Linked DNA regions of Ovis aries: region 2 is linked to region 1. The links are chromatin contacts, called in public Hi-C maps. All regions are on one chromosome and are shown on one strand. Each heading gives the region's core, a stretch centred on a gene start, on an enhancer-like site or on the middle of the called end of the contact. The rest is flanking DNA. Distances are from core to core; before and after follow the strand shown.

Region 1 (2,700 bases), core at 125-2,624:
TCACATATCCATACCATTTCCTTATGCCTTTGGTAAATTTGTAGAGCAATATTATTTATTTACTTATTCAGTGATGAATAGGAGCTAGATCCAGAGACACAGGATGAATAATCTAGTCTCTGCCCCCACAGGTGTACATTCTGTGAGGAAAAATAAACATGTAAATTTCCGTGTAACACTGAAAAAAGTGAAGTGAAAGTCATGTCCAACTCTATGCAACCCCATGGACTGTAGCCCTCCAGGCTCCCTGTCCATGGGATTCTCTATGATGAAGTCTGTGCAGAGAGTTGTACTTACACGGGAGAGGAAGTCTTTAAAAATAAAGATTGTTTTATCTTATTGGCTCGATATATCTTAGTCCCCAGAGGAGGAAATGGCAACCCACTCCAGGATTCTTGCCTAGAAAATCCTATACACAGAGGAGCTTTGTGGGCTACAGTCTATGAGGCTGCAGAGTCAGACATGACTGAGCACACATTCCCTGGAAATTCACATGTCAAAATCGTAACCCCCAGTCCCTCAGAATGTGGCTGTATCTGGAGAAAGAAGCTTTAAAGAGGTAGTTAACTTAAAATGAGGCCCTTTGGGTGAGCCGTGACCCAATCTGACGGGTGTCCTCGTAAGAGGAGGAGATTAGGATATGCAGAGACCCTGGGGATGGGTGTGCACGGAGAACAGCCCCTGTGAGGATGCAGGGAGGTGGCTGTCTTCAGGTCAAGGAGCAGGCCTCAGGAGAAGCCAGAACTGCCAACACCTTCATCTTGGACTTTGGACCTCCAGAGCTGTGGGGAAATAAAGTTCTGGTGTTCAAACATTTTCTTAACAGCAGCCCTGAACAACTAACACAGTCCCTTTACAACAGGCTGCCTTTGACAAGTTTCCTGAGGACTCACTCTGAGCTGTGGTTTTTCTCACCAGTTAAGTGGGTTTAGTAACACCGCACAAGATTGTGGAGTCTTAACAGGAAAGTGCCTCCCACAGCGCCTGGCCCAAAACAGGCCTGCCAAGCCCATCCCCACAATGGACCAGCCTTGCTCTCAGTGGGTAGAAAGCCAGAGGGACATTTCTGAGCTGCTCTGCAGCCTGTGAGATTCAGTGCCTCACGGACCGAAAGCAGTATGTGGCTCAGCCGTCTGCACTGATCTCTTGGTAAAGAGGCCCTGGGGAAGGCTAAGAGTTAAGAAAATGAAGCAGCTCCTGCTCACAGTGGGTTCTGCATCCCCCTTTCTTTGTGCGCAGTCCTGGTTATCTGATCCGTGCCCTGGGGAAGGCTGCCACGTGAACCCAAAGGTGACACAGAGCTCTTTGTTGGCTCTGGCTTGAGTCAGCCGACGTGCCTCCACCAGATGTTTAATTCTCATTTCCCCGTGATGACCAGAAGGTGGCACCTGCATTTCATCCTTAAATACAGACAAGCGGGTGGTGTGTTTTTTTTTTTTTTTTTTTCCCCAAGAAAGCTTGAATGCATCAGATTCTGTGCTGCTGTGGCCTTCCTGTGGGCCACTCCTTGTTCCAGATCTCTGCCTCCAAAGGAAGACTGCATTTGTGACCCTCCCCTCTCAGGACACAGCATTTTGTGCTTTAGGAAATTTTCCTACCTCCACCCTTAAATCTCTCTACTATTATGATTCCTTCTCCCAATACTTACATTGTACTTATTATATCCCAGGCCCTCGTCTAAGCACTTTACACTATATTACTATGTGTGCCAACTTTATTTTGCTGTGTGTGCTGTGCCAAGTTGCTTCAGTCATGTTTGACTCTTTGCGACCCTATGGACTGTTGCCTACCAGGCTCCTCTGTCCATGGGATTCTCCAGGCAAGAATACTAGAGTAGATTGCCATGCCCTCCTCCAAGAAATCTACCTGACCCAGGGATCAAAGCTGCATTTCTCATGCATTGATAGGCGGGTTCTTTACCACTAGCACCACCTGGGAAGCCCCCGTTACTTTATTTAATGCCCCCTAAATCTATATGAAGTATTATTATGGTCCCCATTTTACTGGGGGAGAGACTGAGCCACAGAGACTTTGAATAGGTTATAGTCAAATCAAGGGTGTTACTAAGTCTTCAGGAGTCCCAGTTAAAAATGGAAGTACCCCTGTGATAGTGGCCTACTAAGTCCTAATCAGCTATGAATCTAAAAATGCAAATCAATATATGAGATGTGTTTTAGCCCATGGCTGATTGTAGAGTCCCAGAACTGACTGTAGTTGTCAGGATAAAAGGGAAAGAAAGAAAAAGACAAAATGCTGCATGGCCTTGACAGGGTTGCCTGGGGGAGACTGAGAAGTCGGCTGTGTGCTCAGAAGAGGGAGAGCAGCTTCCCAGGATCAAGGAGCCGAGAAGGTGACAACCAAGGACAGTGTTACCAAAAGAAGAGAAATGGGCCCATTGAGAAATAAACTCAGTTTATTTTCAGATTTTACCTAGAGAAAATCCTTCCTAAAAATACTCCAGTCTCTTACCCAAACATTAGCCCTGGTTTGTGTCTTCCTTGCAGCATCTTCAAGGTTGCAAGCACTTAGTGAGCCATTTTACCATAATGTAAAACTTAGTGCTTCGTTACTCCCTCCTCTATACCACCCATGGTGTTTACACTTACTGCTAGTAGGAACTATCACATTAAACTGTCATCATTTGTTTACATCTCTGAATTCTGAGCTTCTTTGGACATAACATTCTGGCTTTCACATAGG
Region 2 (2,700 bases), core at 201-2,700, 250 kb after region 1:
ACACTATTATAATATTAAAACTCCCACGTTATTATGACTATATTTCAAGCCAGAATGTGCACTTCCTTAGGAATCCCCCAGATTCCTTTACATCCTGCCTGAAAGGGCACCTCCTTTCCTCCTCTGACTTCCCTGCTGCTTCCTCTGCGACCTGCAGCCAGGAAGCCGCAGAGCAACAACAGGAATTGGAAGGACCCACAGCCATCAAAGAAAGGCTAAAAGCTGTGACTAGTGTTGGGTCACAATTAACCTTTTTGTATTAAAAATGGAGAGTTGGGGTCATTAGTATGAAAGGACTGAAGAGTCACAAGCTGGGTTTCACTTAATATTCCATTGTTAACTTTATGTAGTGGCTGCATTTCTGCACAGAATGATTTGAAAGCTCTGTGAGCAATGATTATGGATGTTTTACTCTTGGTTATACACTGTAAGAACCTCAGCTATAAAATTAGGAATTGCCCAGTGAGATTTAGATATATATGCATTGGAATTATTCGAGTATAACCAGTATGTTTGAAATTTTCTTCTGCATAATGATACCTAGGAACGAGAAATGGAAGCCAAGAAACGCGCTCTGGAAGAAGAAAAACGACGTCGAGAACTCCTGGAAAAACGGCTGCAGGAAGAAACTAGCCAGAGGCAGAAGTTAATTGAAAAGGAAGTGAAGATAAGGGAGAAACAAAGGGCCCAGGTGGGTCGGTCAATCTGGATGGGCTGGAGTAGGCTGCCCCCTGGTGGTCATTTTTTAGAAGACGGTCGTGCTGTGTCTGAGGATGCCTGTGGCTGTGCTGCCCATTAGCTTTTGGCTTCTAATGGCCAAGAGAAAGATGTTATTAGGCCAAAAAAAAGTGTGTTTATTTCAGAATTCATTGGGGACAACTAACAAAATAACATTTTTCTTTAGTTAAGCGTGGAACATTTTCATGGGAACCCATTTTTTGGAGTATATTTAAAAAGAATTTTTTTTTTGAGCGACTTTGAAAGTTCAGCTAGATTCGTTTCTAGAAACAAATACAACACCCAAACTGAGTTGAGAAAAAGAGATTCTGTCATCTTTTGGAAGCAGACACTCCAGTACAGAATAACGAGCCCAGTTCCTTGCTGGTGGAATTAATATTTATGGTGGAATTCATTTTAAATTAATTTTAATGGTGGAATTTAATCAATAATTAATATTTTGAATTGTTTTCCTAACCACACTGTGTTATCACAGTGCTGCCAGTCCACACACATGGGCACAGGATTGCTAAACTCAGGAGAACCACCCACTTTGTTTAACTTCCTGTCTCAGTCATCGTGGAGTTTGGTCTTGTCACTAGAACTGCTTACATAATGTATGTTTCCGGAGAAACTAAAGTAAAATTTTAAGTACCATGTAATTTAAAGGTCAAGTCAGCTTTACCAAGGCTTACTAGATTTAAAGATAAAAGGTACCAGTTCCTTCCCTTATTCCTTCCAGTTGCTGGCAGTTTGAAGTTCAGCAGTGAGAGACTTGCCTTAATCTGTGGCACCTGTCTAGAGTCAGAGTACCACAGAATCAAAGGCAAAATAAAGGGAAAATCCAAGGAAAGCGTGTTCGTTTTATCTCCTTATGCCAAACCTCTGGCACATTTCGGTTTGCTGGAAAGGTCATCCATGACTATTTGGTATCTGAAGCCAAACCAAAGGCACAATTCTATTTTAATCTCAAAGATTAGTTTTGTTTCCAAGTATATGATTAGGTTATGTTCCCCCAGGACAAAGGGTGGGGTAGTCTAACGGCATAAAATATGAGACCGGTTTAGAAATGTTACTCGTGGTGACATGCTCGACCTAGTCTAGATGAACCTCTGCTCCAGCTGGTGACATGCGCGACCTAGTCTAGATGAACCTCTGCTCCAGCTATTGCTATTGCTACTGCTAAGTCACTTCAGTCGTGTCTGACTCTGTGCGACCCCATAGACGGCAGCCCACCAGGCTCCCCCGTCCCTGGGCTTCTCCAGGCTAGAACACCGGAGTGGGTTGCCATTTCCTTCTCCAGTGCATGAAAGTGAGAAGTGAAAGGGAAGTTGCTCAGTCGTGTCCAGCTGTAGTAAACTTAAAGACATCAATGACAGACTTCTCTGCCTGGTCCCGGACTACTCATTGGGTACAGCTTTCATTCCACATTCTTATCTTATTTTAACTTTGCCTTTCAGAACACCTCTGCCTTCAGTTTCTATCAGAGAGTACACGAAAATCAGCATGTACATACATATATGCTTGGGGCATCTGGTGGGGGCTGTACTTACTAAATGACGTTCAGTCAGTTACATCATGCCTGAGGTTATATAAGGAGAACTGTTGTTGAGGTTGTGGCAGGGAGAACTCCTGGGAACATTACAGTGGAGGAGCCCTCCTCTGAAAGAAGCAGCCGAGAGAACTTCATGCCCTATTTCCTTATGTTTTTGTCTTGTTATCTGCCGTGCCAAGCGGCATATGGGATCTTAGTTCCCCGACCTGGCATCAAAGCCATGCCCCCTGTGCTGGAAGTATGGAGTCTTAACCACTGGACCGCCAGGGAAATCCCTTCCCAGTTTTAAGTGCTGAATACCTCTTTTAAAACTAAGGTAAATGACATGTTTCCATTTTTTCATCTGGCCTTTTCAAGGAATAGAATCTGTTGGCCTGAATTTATTCGCATCCCCCCCTCCCCATACCATCACATTTTTCTTTAAATGC

What was found. A called contact is a pair of places that touch in the nucleus more often than the background predicts.
Region 2: a Hi-C map of liver shows a contact between it and region 1, with 4 times the contacts expected there. The contact joins two enhancer-like sites. A contact is called at or near these places in 8 of 16 Hi-C or Micro-C datasets (hypothalamus, liver, mesenteric adipose tissue and 4 more).

What each region holds. Positions count from the first base shown.
Region 1 is chr1:177,435,082-177,437,781 of ARS-UI_Ramb_v3.0, forward strand. The region is part of intron 3 of PLCXD2 (phosphatidylinositol specific phospholipase C X domain containing 2); the gene reads left to right. Among named protein-coding and RNA genes, the nearest start is that of PHLDB2, 14 kb to the right of the region's middle. Within about 2 kb of position 1,375, at least 26 of the 54 cell types and tissues checked have an H3K27ac peak or open chromatin away from gene starts, as enhancers often do. A contact at or near this core is called in liver, where this site is marked.
Region 2 is chr1:177,682,556-177,685,255 of ARS-UI_Ramb_v3.0, forward strand. PHLDB2 (pleckstrin homology like domain family B member 2) reads left to right here. Exons shown (of 17, transcript XM_060417608.1): 14 at 545-691. Among named protein-coding and RNA genes, the nearest start is that of ABHD10, 15 kb to the right of the region's middle. Within about 2 kb of position 1,451, at least 3 of the 54 cell types and tissues checked have an H3K27ac peak or open chromatin away from gene starts, as enhancers often do. A contact at or near this core is called in liver, where this site is marked.